2 separate regions of the Mus musculus genome follow, and region 2 is linked to region 1. Evidence: chromatin contacts called from public HiChIP or PLAC-seq data. All regions are on one chromosome and are shown on one strand. The core of a region is the stretch at or near the end of the contact, and the rest is flanking DNA. Distances in the headings are between cores, read along the strand shown.

Evidence for each region. HiChIP or PLAC-seq counts read pairs in DNA pulled down with a chosen protein or histone mark.
Region 2: a contact with region 1 is called in an H3K27ac HiChIP or PLAC-seq map of microglia, with 4 times the contacts expected there. The contact joins two enhancer-like sites. A contact is called at or near these places in 6 of 39 promoter capture datasets (the C10 cell line, embryonic stem cells, hippocampal neurons and 2 more), 1 of 484 Hi-C or Micro-C datasets (cortical neurons) and 4 of 115 datasets of contacts at active chromatin or transcription factors (embryonic stem cells and microglia).

The regions. Positions count from the first base shown.
Region 1 is chr13:70,647,193-70,653,868 of GRCm38.p6, forward strand. It overlaps Gm36377 (a long non-coding RNA gene), which reads right to left. Exons shown (of 3, transcript XR_382634.3): 3 at 3,394-4,372. Among named protein-coding and RNA genes, the nearest start is that of Gm36377, 5.3 kb to the right of the region's middle. Within about 2 kb of position 2,874, at least 16 of the 459 cell types and tissues checked have an H3K27ac peak or open chromatin away from gene starts, as enhancers often do. A contact at or near this core is called in microglia, where this site is marked.
Region 2 is chr13:70,899,749-70,906,424 of GRCm38.p6, forward strand. No RefSeq gene overlaps it. Among named protein-coding and RNA genes, the nearest start is that of 8030423J24Rik, 20 kb to the left of the region's middle. Within about 2 kb of position 3,208, at least 16 of the 459 cell types and tissues checked have an H3K27ac peak or open chromatin away from gene starts, as enhancers often do. A contact at or near this core is called in microglia, where this site is marked.

The DNA.
Region 1 (6,676 bases), core at 1,624-4,123:
AGAGACAGAGGCTGGATGGTTTAAAGGTTCTTCTGCAGCAGTCACAAAGCCATACTTCCTTCTGTGGGTCTGCTCCAAGCCAGTCTTTCTGTATATGATCCCTCTCATTCTCCAAATCTGTGTGGTTGCCTACCCTCAGCCCAAACATGGCCAGCTCCGGTCCTTCAGGTTCACACCACCAGGCATCTCCCCCAAATGGCCTCCGTATCACATTACTTGAAATAAATATAAAATATTCAAAGTAGGTGAGTGTGAGAGTCAGAACTCACAGCCATGTACTTCACCGTTGCTTCGAGCCCCAAATACCATGCAAGCAGGTGGTTTATCTTGAATGCATTGATGAGTTTGGTTGCTTTAGCTAGTCAAACAAGGCCTGTGCTGATTTAAAGTGAGTCCTTGAAGGTCAGAGGTATCAAGCGGCTGGTCCCGTGGGTCACAGAGAAGTGGTAGAGTTAGGACTTCAGCTTGCGTGCCAGAGAAGGTAGAGGCCATCTTGTGCCAGATTTGCTTTATGATTTCGAGCTGTCTCCCAGAAGCCAGCACAGCATCTCAGACACAGCACACTTTCTGACAGGCCCCAGAGGGCCTAGCCTCAGGCATGCATGGGGCTTTTCACTTACTACACACTTTGCCTGCACCACTCTGTTCTTCCAGGTCTGTGTGAGGAAGCCTGCCTTCCACGCTCGGATGAGGCCTTACCACCTCCCTGAGGCTTCACAGGCTTTTGGTTTCCACCCCTCTTCCTGTTTCCACCTGCCTATCCCCCCTGTACACACCTGAGACCCAGCTTCTGGGGTCTCTGGTACTTGTCCATGGTGCTATAATGTTACTTTAGTGATGGCGTCCCACCTAGAGCACCTGCCTTCTCCTGGCCAAGAGCCCTTGCTTCATTTTCTTCTCCTTGCTTGTCACCCCAGCACTGTGGCAGATGTCTACTAAATGGTGACTATGTCCTGGATGCGATTAACACCCGGGACTCTGGGGGAACAGGAGAAGAACGAGGGTCTCCCTAACACAGTGTGTTCTCCGGTCCTCTACCCAGAACTCCTTGTCTCATGTTGCCAGTTTCTTGCACAGTCTCTTTGACAGCCAGGCTTATTTCTACCTCAACATATCAACGTCAGCAGCATCTCCCTAGTCCCTTCTGGCACCAGGCCTGGAGCTGTAACCTATAAAGCATGCTGTAAATGAAACTGGAGGCGCATCGCCCTAAACTCATCAGAGACGCTTAGACCCACCAAGTCATAGGCAAACCTTTGAAAGTGTGGGTGGCTGTTGTGTTAAATAGCAACCCCCAGAAAGTGGCCTTTGTCACGTACTTCTTTTTCCTGACAATTCCAGTTCTCCTCTTGTGCATGGTGTCGTCATCTTCCCAAGCCCCAGTCACCAACTATCCATCTCCATTCTCAGACACACTCACATTGATCTTTAAGCCTTGTGTCCAGTCCCACCTCTCTCTGTAAGAAGTCCCCACCATCTGGAGATGTCAAAGATATTGCTGGCTGATTGATTTCTTGCATCAGCCAAGCCATGTGGATGTCTTTCCTGTCTGTCTGCTTACCAGGTCTTTTGTGTTCCTCACGATGGGCTCACTGTGTACCTCACTCCTGCTACATACCGTATATGGATGTAGGATTAAAATTCTCCAGAGCACTAAGATAACCAGGAGCTGCCTCTGGGAATATTCCAGGGGACCAAAGAGCTACTCCCACAGGGAGGCCCCCGTTTGTGATCCATGTATTTCAGTATGTGTGGGGAACATCCTTGCGACTTAAACAAGACATCTTTAAGCTGGCCTTACTGTGAGACAGATCCCACATTGACACTCTGTGGCCACTAAAACAAGGGCTGATGGATTCCATTCACTGTCCCTCACACAATGACCCTTTGATGTCTTTGGTCTTATCTGAGGAAATATCTTTCTCCATTTGTGAGCCTGGATGTAGGCTTGTGTCTCATGGGAGTCTTCTAGGAGAATTTGGAAAATGCAGGATCCCTTAGAGCATCCATAAAAGACTCATGATGCCAGTGTTTGCAAGCTAGAGTCCCCAGTGAAGGAGCTAGAGAAAGGACCAAAGGAGCTGAAGGGGTTTGCAACCCCATAGGAGGAACAACAATATGAACTAACCAGTACCCCCAGAGTTCCCAGGGACTAAACCACCAACCAAAGAATACACATGGTGGGACTCACGGCTCCAGCTGCATATGTAGCAGAGGATGGCCTAGTCAGACATCAATGAGAGGATAGGCCCTTGGTCCTGTGAAGGCTCGATACCCCAGTGTAGAGGAATGCCAGGGCCAGAAGGTGGGAGTGGGTGGGTTGGTGAGCAGGAGGAGGGGGGAGGGGGTGGGGGAGGGGTTTTTTTTTTTCCGGAGGGGAAACCAGAAAAGAGGATAAAATTTGAAAGGTAAATAAAGAAAATATCCAATAAACAAACAAACAAACAAATCTCTTCATTCTCTGTCAGAGTGTTCCAGACTTGACATGCCCAGGTCAACTACACTCCTGTTAGTTATAGCCAGCACCTGAGGTTGAGACCTCCCACACAACCCTCCTTTCCCATGTGAACACTCATGTCCAGCTTTTCAGGGTAGCAGCCCAGCCAGCATAACAGTCCATGCAACCCTGACCCTGCCGTCACCACAAGCAGTGTCCACTCCTGTCTGAGTGCCCAGCATCTGCCACACACATCAAGACAAAGGTACTCTTAAATGTAAGTCCGCGATATCTTCCCTGGATTAAGAAAGGAAACCCCAACATTAGAAGACTGTCAGCGATTCTTGCCTGCCTGTCTTCTCCTTCCTGGACAGCTGTGTCCCCTTCCTGTTGCCTGGCATGTGTCCGTCTTCCTGAAGACCTCTGCCCTGCTCTTCATTTCCTCTGGCTTCTCTTCCTTCCCCTGACCTCTGACCTCAGCTCACTCATACCTCTGCTCCAAGGCTACCCAGCCAGAGAGCTGCCTGGCACACAGCCAGTCCCTGCCTCTCAGCTGTCATCCCCAGCAGATGATGTCTATCTATGCATTTGCTCACTGCCTCTCTCCCCAGGAGTGGGGGCTTCCATGAAGATAACCTTCTCACTGTTTACTGCTGTGTCCCCAGGGCTGACATCATTCCTCACACATGACAATCACTCAAAAAAATAGTTGTTGAAAGAAGTGTGAGTGAAGGAACTGATGGAAGCTTTCCAGCTGGTATCTAAAGGAACTCACAACCCCGGGAGAAGAGGAACGGAAAGTGTAAGCAATGGTGAGTTTTGATATCCACCCAGAGGGCTTGAAAAGTTTGGAGTATGGGAAAGCGTGTGTGTGAGCATCAGGAAAACTCTTACATCCCAAAACATGGGGGGAGAACCAAGATGGTTTTTAGAAGGCGAAATAACGAACTCCAAGATGTAGTGACAATGGAATATTATTCAGCATTAAAGAGAAATAAGCAGCCGAGTGATTAAAGGGGCTTGGGGGAGGGAGAGGCCTTAAATGCTGATTCATCAAGGAACAATGCCCACGTAAGAAGGCTTTGTTTTCTGTGATCCCATGACACTTGGGAAAGGCAGAACTGCAGAGTCAATGAGGATGCTGGTGGCTTTTGGCCCCACCAGGGTGGGAAGGGCAAGAGGCAGAGCAGAGGGAGATCACACAGCAGGGCAGCTGTTCTTTTGACTCTGTGATGTAGGCATACACACTTTTAGAAACCCATGGAGTGTCGAACTCTCAGATGAACCCTAATGTGGAGCAATAACTTCTACTAAACGAGCATGAATGGGGTGGGAGTTATTGCCACAGAGAGCTGCACACAGGTGGGGACAGGAGTGCATGGGAAAAACCTCTCTGTACTTTCCACTTGCTTTTTAAAATAAAGGTAAAACCTTTAAAAAGTAAAGTCTACTGGGAAAACACACAAGAACAAAGTGTTGGAGCAAGAACAGTAACCTAGTCTGGGGTAGTTTGGTGTGTTGAAGACAAGGCAGTCTGTAAGTGTCTTGAGAGGGTAAGGGGCCATGGATACTTGTATGGAGCAACTGAGGCAAGAGGTGGGCACAGGTCAGGTTGGACAGACATTCACATGCTAGGGTAGCAAAGTTTTAGATAATGAAGTTTAGGAATCAATAGTGTGGATGTGCGAATAACAGGAACAATGTCCACATGATTGACCTAGGAATTTGACAGGGGAATAGCAGTAGAGAAGTGTACTGGCTAGTTTCATGTGGCAACTTGACACAAGCTGGAGTTACCACAGAGAAAGGATCCTCCCTTGAGGAAATGCCTCCATGAGATTCAGCTGTAAGGCATTTTCTCAATTAGTGATCAAGAGGGGAGAGCTCCGTCCATTATTGTGGGTGGTGTCATCCCTGGGCTGGTAGTCTTGGGTTCTGTAAGAGAGAGCAAAGTGAACAAATCAGAGGAAACAAGCCAGGAAGTAACATTCCTTCATGGCCTCTGCATCACCTCCTGCTTCCTGACCTGCTTGACTCCCAATCCTGACTTCCTTTGGTGATGAACAACAATGTGGAAGTATAAGCTGAATAAATTCTCTCCTCCCCAACTTGCTTCTTGGTTATGATATTTGTTCAGGAATAGAAACCCTGACTAAAACAAGATGGAAAGAGACTGTTCTGTTGTTGTGATGAAGATGCCGGGGGGTGGGGGGGAGGGTAGGAGGGGTGCTGGAGAGATGACTAAGTGGTTAAAGCACTGACTGCTCTTCTGACGGTCTTGAGTTCAAATCCAAGCAACCACATGGTGTCTCACAACCATTCATAATGAGAACTGACACCCTCTTCTGACGTGTCTGAAGACAGTTACAGTATACTTAGATTTAAAAAAAAAATGTCAGGGGACACTTGGCCACTGTCCACATAGGAGAACAAGAGGGAAGGGGATCCGGTCTGAATAGATACTATTGGCACTGGCAGAGTGGGAGGATTGGTGTGCTGAGGGAGAAGAGGTTGTGTTGACTCTTGGAATTCTAGCTTGAACCATGTGAAAGTGGCGTGGGCACATCACTTCCTGTGTAGACTATCTCGTTCAACTTTTGAGTTTAACCTTGTGAAGATAATAGAGCCCAACCATGTGGATGGTGAGTGGCTACTTGCATTCCTAGTTTCACCAATATTTTAACATGCATGTATGCATTTATTTGTGTGTATTTGCCTGTGTCTGCATGCTTGTGTGTGTGCATGTCATGGCAAGAGGAGCTGTAGTTGATTCTTGTCCTTCAGTGTGTGTGCGTCCTAGAGTTTGAACTCGGGTTACTAGACTTGGTGGCAAGCACCAGTACCTGTTAAGCCATCTCACTGGCCCTACTAAGCGACTAAGTTCATAACCAGGACTTTAATATCAAAGAGGCGTCTGGTTGGGGGTTACTGTGAACCCTGATTTCTTTCATTGTTTCATTCATTACACAGAATGTCACTCTGCTCTTTGGAGCTGGGACATAGAGGAAGGAAAGGCCAAATTGCCTCTTCCACTGGAATTGACTTCCTCATAGAGACAATAATTCCTGCCTAAGACTTGCCTGGATGCTTCTGAGACAGAGAACTGAACCTGGAGCCATGCCTACTTATCTTTGAATTGATACAATAGGGGCAGAAGATGTCCTTATTAAAGTCATGCTAAGAAAAAAATCACTAGAAAAAATGCTTGCATGTCTCTTGACTTTTATTTAAAGAGCTTTATGAAAATGAGACATAAAGAGGAAAAAGTTTGGTCTTGTATGAGTAATTAAATTAAGGAAGGAGAAAAAAAGGCTAGTTTAACTTCCCTTAGCTTTCAGCTAGATTATGTAGATTAAGTAGCTACAAACAGGACCCCCAAACTCAAGTTGCAGCAATTAGCAAGTGTCAGTGAAGGAGACAAAGCCAGGGAGTTTGAGTAGTCTTCTGCGCCTGATAGAAAATGGACACCTGGGGTGAGTCAATTCAGGTCACAAAGAGAGCAGTGGCAGTAAATTAAAGTGGACTTGTGTCTCTTCTCCAGAGACGGGTTAAGGTGACAGACAAGTGATGCAAGCAACACCATTCTCAACCCTGCCCTCATCTCTCTCTTCCATTAATGAAATCTCCAAAGCTGGAACTCTCTGGCATCTTGTAGAACATTAGAGAGAGAGAGTGAGTGATTTCTAATATGTTTTATAAAAACTAACAGAAGGACTGTAGTTTTACTAATACAGAAATGACACACATTTAAGGAAAAGGGAATGCTAATTCTCTCGCATTGATCGTGACTCAACTCGTCACACAGAACTACCACGCTTCTCTATACCCAGGCATCATTTTCATTATGTGTCAATTATTTAAACAAAACCTAATTTTTGTTTAGATACAAGTTACACTTTGGCAATTAGACATTCACGGGGCAGGATGTGTCTTGCTGGCTGTATCTAGCAGTTCTCAGAAAAGCCCTGAACCCCCAGTAGGAGTGGAAGCTAGAGCTTTGGACTGGACAGGAAAAGAGGCCAATGGAGCAGGAAGGATGTGGCTGCTCTCTTCCTGACTCCAGTCTTCCTGAGTAACAGAGGGCAGTCACCCTGGTCTGGTCTGGTCTGGCCTAACGTTCATCTAGAAGCCTAGTTTCCAGCAATTCTATAAGAACTATATTTAAATTATTATACTCAAAACAGTTCCTGTCTTTTAAAAATGTTAAATGACAAACAATACTTGTATATTTGGGGGGTA
Region 2 (6,676 bases), core at 1,958-4,457, 250 kb after region 1:
TGGACTGTGAAGGAAGGTGAGAAGCAGGTTGGAATACTGACATGAGAAAATTGAAGGAGCTGGTCCAGTCTAGGTCTAGATGATGGGATCTCTGCTTCAGGTGAGGACCCATCCTTGGTCTCTCCTTCCACTTAAGAAGAACTGTAAAACTCATCAGAGCACATAAGTCAAAGGGTCTGGGCACTGGGTATCAGACAGTGTAAGGTGTGGATTCTGGAAAGAATCTGAACAGAGAAGATGGACAGGGAACAGCCTAGTATCCAGGCTACAGATCCACTGGGAAGTGGGATCAATGCTGCTGAGCTGAGAGGGTTTGGCATCTGGGCTGGCTGACTTGGGAGAATCACTATGGGACATACTGTGCAGAGGAGCACAGTAGTGTCACTTACCAGCAAGGACTAAAGAAGACTTGAAACGGAGATGGATGAACTTCTTGGGAAGAAAGCAGCCAGGCAGGACCCATCACAAGCTTGTGTTTCCCAACACAAAATACAATAACGTAATAACCTTGAACCTCGTATCATTCTAGGTATTTGACATACAAGACTATTTTGCTAGACATGTAAGTAAGAAGGGATGTGAGGAATTTACTGTCGGGCACACAGCACTGTTTATATACTGAACAAAACAGCATCATACTCACGCACACACATGCACACACACACACTCATAGAGACACACACAGGCACACACATACACATATACACACATACACACAGATATACACATACATACACATATACACATACACATATATACACACACACATATACACACATACACACACACCCGCCCCCCACATCTTGATGGATTGTTTCCTTTATTAGTTTGCCAATGACTGGCTTTGTATTTTGTTTTGTTTTGTTTTGTTTTTTATTCTGACTCACTTTGGCTTGCAATCTGCTGTATCACTCATGAGTTTGGCTATAGCTGCTAGCCTGCAGCTGCTTGCTCTCTCATTGCTTTAGCTTGGGACAGAATTTCTATCTTTTAACTTCCCTTCTGTTTATGTCTTTGCCAGTGAGGTACATTCCTTGTACACAGAACGCAGCTGGCCTTGGTTTTGTTTGTTTATTTGCTTGACACTCACTGGTCTCATTATGTAACTCAGGCTGGCCTCGAACTCACAGTACTGTCAAGCTAGAACGGTTAGATTGAGGTCCTCTCTTCCAGCTTACTGGTTCTGGCACTGCTCTTAATCTGTTCAGCTTGTGTTCTAAATTGATGAGTTGGGACCCTTTATATTTAGGCCTATTGTTTGAATGTGTGCGGTTATTTCTTCTCTCTTCATGTTAGGAGTTTGCTGAGTCACAAGGTTGAAATCCCTCTGCTTCTCTCTTATATTCATTTGATTATTCTTCTCAGCACGCTTACTCGCTCTTGGATGCTTTACCCACTTCTCCAACAGGTGAAGAAGAGCAACCCTGAAAGTGTTTTGTTTCTTCTTGTTGTTGTCTGAGTTTTAAATAAAAGCAAATAAAAGGCCAGGACTATATCGCTGACTCTCTTGATGTTACATCCCTCTATTTTACTATATGTGTGAAAGTTACCCTTCTCAAGTGTTCAAAGAGTCTTTTAAAAGAGTGTGCAGGTGGCTAACTTGCTACTTTTAGAAACAGAGTCTGTTCTTCATGATGAGAATTCCAATAGTTATTATTCTTCTCCTTCTTGAGATGACTTGTTACTCAAGCTCTTTTTAAAGTCTATTTTTACTTTTAGCTATGTGCCCATGTGTGGGTATGTGAACATAAGTGTGGGTCACTGTGGAGGCCAAAGAGGGCATCAGATTCCCTGGAACTCTGCAGTAGGTGCCGAAGGGCAGTATGAACTCTGAATTGCTGAGCCACCATTTCCCCAACTCCAGTTTGCATGAGGGCTTATTTAATAATACAACCCAAGTTCTTCTCCTGGAACAGTTTAAAGCATATTAAAAATTTAAACAAGTGTTCTATAGAAGTGTTGAAAACTCAGACTCTTGAAGACTGGGCTGTTACCCAGGGCAGATCTGTGTCCATTCTGCTTCTCACCTTCCCATCCTATTATGGGAAAAATTAGCAGTAGGTGCACTTAATGAGACATTTCAGGTAAGAGAATCCTAGTGACGCTTCTCTGACTCCAGGGGTTCAAGTCCACCCTTCCCAACTGTCGGGAACGTGGCTGGCTACATGAGAAACACATGCATTCCTGTATTGTTCAAGTCATTGGAAAGCACAAGAGCAAAGCATACCCTAGCACTGCCTCACATTAAAGACTGTGAAACATGGAGACCACAAATAAATCACAACAACTGGCAGAGCATAGTCAGTACCTATGCTCACAATCACACATAAGGCTTCGTTTCTTCGTGCGCCTCAGAGTGGTCTGTGAACTTGTCTGGTGACACCTGCTGTTTGAGGGGACACTGTGAGAACATATCCCAGGCTCAGCTTTATGTAAAGAAATACAGACAGTTCAAATTACCGAGTTCACATTCATCAGATTCAACTTTCTCAATTGTGCCATCACATCCTATTGTCAGAGACTCAAAAAATGATTGTCACCATGCTCTAGATGATGCTAGCATGGTCAAATTATTCTGCTCTAGATCTCATCTGAAGAGTTAGAATGTTTGTGTGCAAAGCTTTAAATCAACCTTTGCTCTGGCTTCTCCATAAGCCTTTGTAGGAGCCTAACGTCAAATCAAGTAAGGTTGCAGACTGTTCAGAAACCAGGAGGTGATTCTGTGAACACAGAAATAACTATGCCGATTCTGCCCAACCTCCTGGATAAATCAGTCATTCAATTAGGTAAAGCAGAGCAGAATTTAGATTTGCTGCCAGGCTGTGGGGCATCTCCTAAGCTTGGTTTAAGGAAGGCGAGCAAACGCTTCAGTGTTAAAAGTATTCCGCTGCAAATTACGAAAGCAAACCCACTTTATCCTAGATGTTTCTGGAATGTGTTTGCAAATGACTCTCCTTCTTTGAGACTTGAGTTGGTCAGTCCGGGGACATTACAAAGAACACATACTCAGTGGCGTCGTGGGGCCAAAGGGAATCAACCCACTGCCTGCTCACCCAGAACTAACTCGAGAGTACTATTGTGCTCACAGGACAGGAAAGTGCATGCTCACTGCAGTGAGTTCGTCTGCAGAGTGGAGGGAGGCTGGCAGCAACGTGACCATCTGTAAGACTCGATTGTCATTTACAGGCCACATCAATGACTCAGGCACGGGGAGGCATTTCCCAGCCCCAGGCCAGGTCGTGAGACACTTCATTGTGTCGCAACAGTCTGTGCAAGTGGACTCACAGACTAAACAGTTTGCTTGATGACAAAGCAAACACAGACAGACAGACAGACAGACAGACAGACAGACACACACACACACACACACACACACACACACACACACACAAATTGTTAAATACTTTAAGTCCCAGCTTATAGCCATCAACATAGAAAGGCCAAATCAAAAGGAAACTACATAGTGACTTCAAAGGAATGACTCATGAATCACAGCATATTAAAATGGGTACTGTAAATTAATTGGAAAAACCTTCTCAGGAGCCTTCAGCTCACAGAGCTGTGCCTATTGTTCCATGTGAGTCTGCCCATCAGAAACAAGCTTAGGAATTCACAAGAGTCCTGGCATGAGGTGTGTGGAAGAACCAAGCACAGCCCGCTCTAGCACTGATGCACCTGCCTCATGCTGAGAGTGACCTGGATGTTATTGTGTGTCTATGGAACATATAGCCTTGGGCAAAACCCCATTGCATGGCAGTAAACTCAGTTCACTTCAGACACGCAGGCAAATTAGTAACAGGGAGCGCTCAGGCTTCCTGTCCTGTCAAAGAGCGCAGTTCTAGATTGGGGGATGAGCACAGGAGAGTGAGGATCAAACACTAGGAAGTGGAACCCCCTGGCCTAAGCTTGTGTTTGTCTGAGTTGGGTTGACAAGAGCCACTGTTAAGAGAGTAATTGTTGCCTCCTGGTTGGGCGAGTTGTTACATATGCTCTGTAGTATGAAGGGTTTCCCTAGGGAACAGGAACCATTATCTGATGGCTTCCTCTTCCATTTCTTTCTCTTAAGGAAAGAGTGGACTGTCAGGCTGCATGTCTGCCTCACCACTGGGGTGCCTGAGCAAACCGCTCAGGGGAGGCAGAACACAGTCTGAAATAGGGCTCCCATTCTGTGTTTCCCTAGTGAGAAACAGCGGGGGCTGGGCTGGGACGGACACTGTGTCTCCTGTGTACCCAGACACCACTGGGGTGCCTCTGGCATTGGAAACGGGTGTCTGCAGGTCCACGCTTCCCCTCAGGTCATCCATGTGCCAGGCAGGAAGGGAATGGTTGGAGGTGGGGGTGGGCGGGAGCTGAGTCCAGTTTCGTTCTGAGTGAGTGCTAGAAGAGAAAAGGCTTTTGTCTTCTTAGGGAGATTCAGTCACCGCTCTGTGGTGATCCTTGATAAAGGAGACATCCTTGCTTGCCCATATAGTTTTATTTCATGGTGGATGTGAATGCATACATGTTACTCAGAGTGAATCAGGGATTAAATTAATGAGATAGCTCATTAGCATGGAGAACTCCAGGTTTTTATGTTACATGGCTGATTGTCATGGTCCTCTCAGTGGAGTGCCACAGTTACGTGTTCTAGACCAGGTAGTTTGGCAGGCAGCTGGCTCCATGCCTGCTTTTCTCAATTCTGAGATTCCCTGGAGATTTGAGTCTGCTCAACCTTACCAGTTCTTCCGTCTGGCGGCACGGTCCACTTGCCCCAGAGTTGAATACAATTTCCTGCCATGGAAAGGGGCTCATTCTTTTTACCATCTATTTCACGCCACTACTCTGATCTGTGCAGTTGGGCTACAGGCTTCTGTACATCTCCATTTATAAACATTATGCTCTGAGGTCATAGACTAGATGAATCAGACTCTATGGCACCATAGACTGGAGTCAGGATAGAGTATCCCTGGTGAAAGGGGGTTGTTTGCCAAAGGTGTTACAGCTACAAAGCTAACCTGTCCATTTTCTGTTTCAAAGTTTCAATGTATCCTGTTCAGGATCTTAGTTCTTTGGATCTGCAGACTCTGCTCCAGGGTTGGCTTTGGGTCTGTTCTGTGGTTCTTCCATCCTGGCCCAGGATAGGATTGAGCCTAGGGAGAACTTTTGGAAGGGCTTTGGAGGGGGAGAATCCAGTGTTGCTTTCTGTTTCTTAGCTCCTTACACTGTGCTGTCTCTGCCCTTCTTTTCATTATGTAATGACAAACTTACCAAACAAATCTCTGCAGTACTTCTGCCTATATAAATAGAATTCCACTCTGGTCCTGGTGGGAAGGCATTTCCTGTTGAAGGAAGGGTGATGGAGTGGGCATTTTCCTTCATTTTAGTAGAGTTCTGCAGTCAGTGTGTGGGGTGCAATGGGATCTTCATATTCATTTTATCCACTATAGATAAGGCTAACCCCCTGGCATAGACATGAGGATGAGAAGTTATGGCTGTCATGGGGGCTTTTGGTGGCAATGGCATGCACTTAAGATTCTCCAGAAAAGTAGAGACATTAGCTAGAAGATTTACAAATACATGTATATATATAGTATCACATTTAACAGTATTGTCACATGTAATATTATATATATTTTATCAAATGGAGAAAGAAAACAGAGGGCATTGCTCTAAGGGAATGGGTGATCATAGAGGTCAAGAATTATTGAGATCTACACTGAGGGCTGGAAGCTCAACACATAATCAATATAATCATAGTCAATGTACATTTCAGTCTGTGCTGACATCACAGGCAAGAGTGAAATCCCAGTTTAAAGACCATCAGAATTCACGATTCTCCCTTACCTGATCAGGCTCCTAGCACTAGAGAGGTTGTCTGCATGATCAATCTAGTGATGTTAACATCACTCAGATGTAGGCACTCAGACAAGAGTAACCAGAAACTCTATGGCCTAGTCAAGATGCACCTAAAACAACTACCACATGCTGCTTTCAATGGATCCATCACCATCATACAGGTTTCTAGATGGATCGGTTATAGCTTTGGCACGTGGGTAGTGAGTGGTGATAATTCTTCTGGGTTTGCAAGCCTATAAGAGGCACTGAACTGTGAGAAGAAACGGAAGCAGACCTAGTGCACATCATACGTCTGTATCATTCGGGGCTGATGGTCAAAAAGAAGAATGTGGCAGCCACATTTGCAGAGAGATGCACGGTGGCCCTGAGTAAATCAACAAGGACACTGCTTCCTGCTGCTTGGCTTCAGAAGTCTGTGTCCTTTCCTAGCCAAAGATGTGGCTTCTCAAGGAAACATACAATCTCCTTGTCCTGGTGACTGCATTTTCTAATCTGCTGTAGTCTCTCAAATTCTGTGATTAAAGGCAGCATGTACCACCCTCTGATGAGTGGCTTCACTAGGCTAAGCTGCTTTCAGCCAAACTAGGGGACATGAGTTCAATCCCAGGAACACACATGGTGAATGGAGGAACTGGCACTTGCATTTTCCCTCTGACCTCCCCATGTGCAAGGGCCTGGCATGTTCATTTGCACACACACATGCACACACACACACACACACACACACACACACACACACATCTCATATCCCCCCACACACCATACACACATACACACACATACACAAACACACAAACACATTCCATACCACACACATACACACACACCACACATACCACCA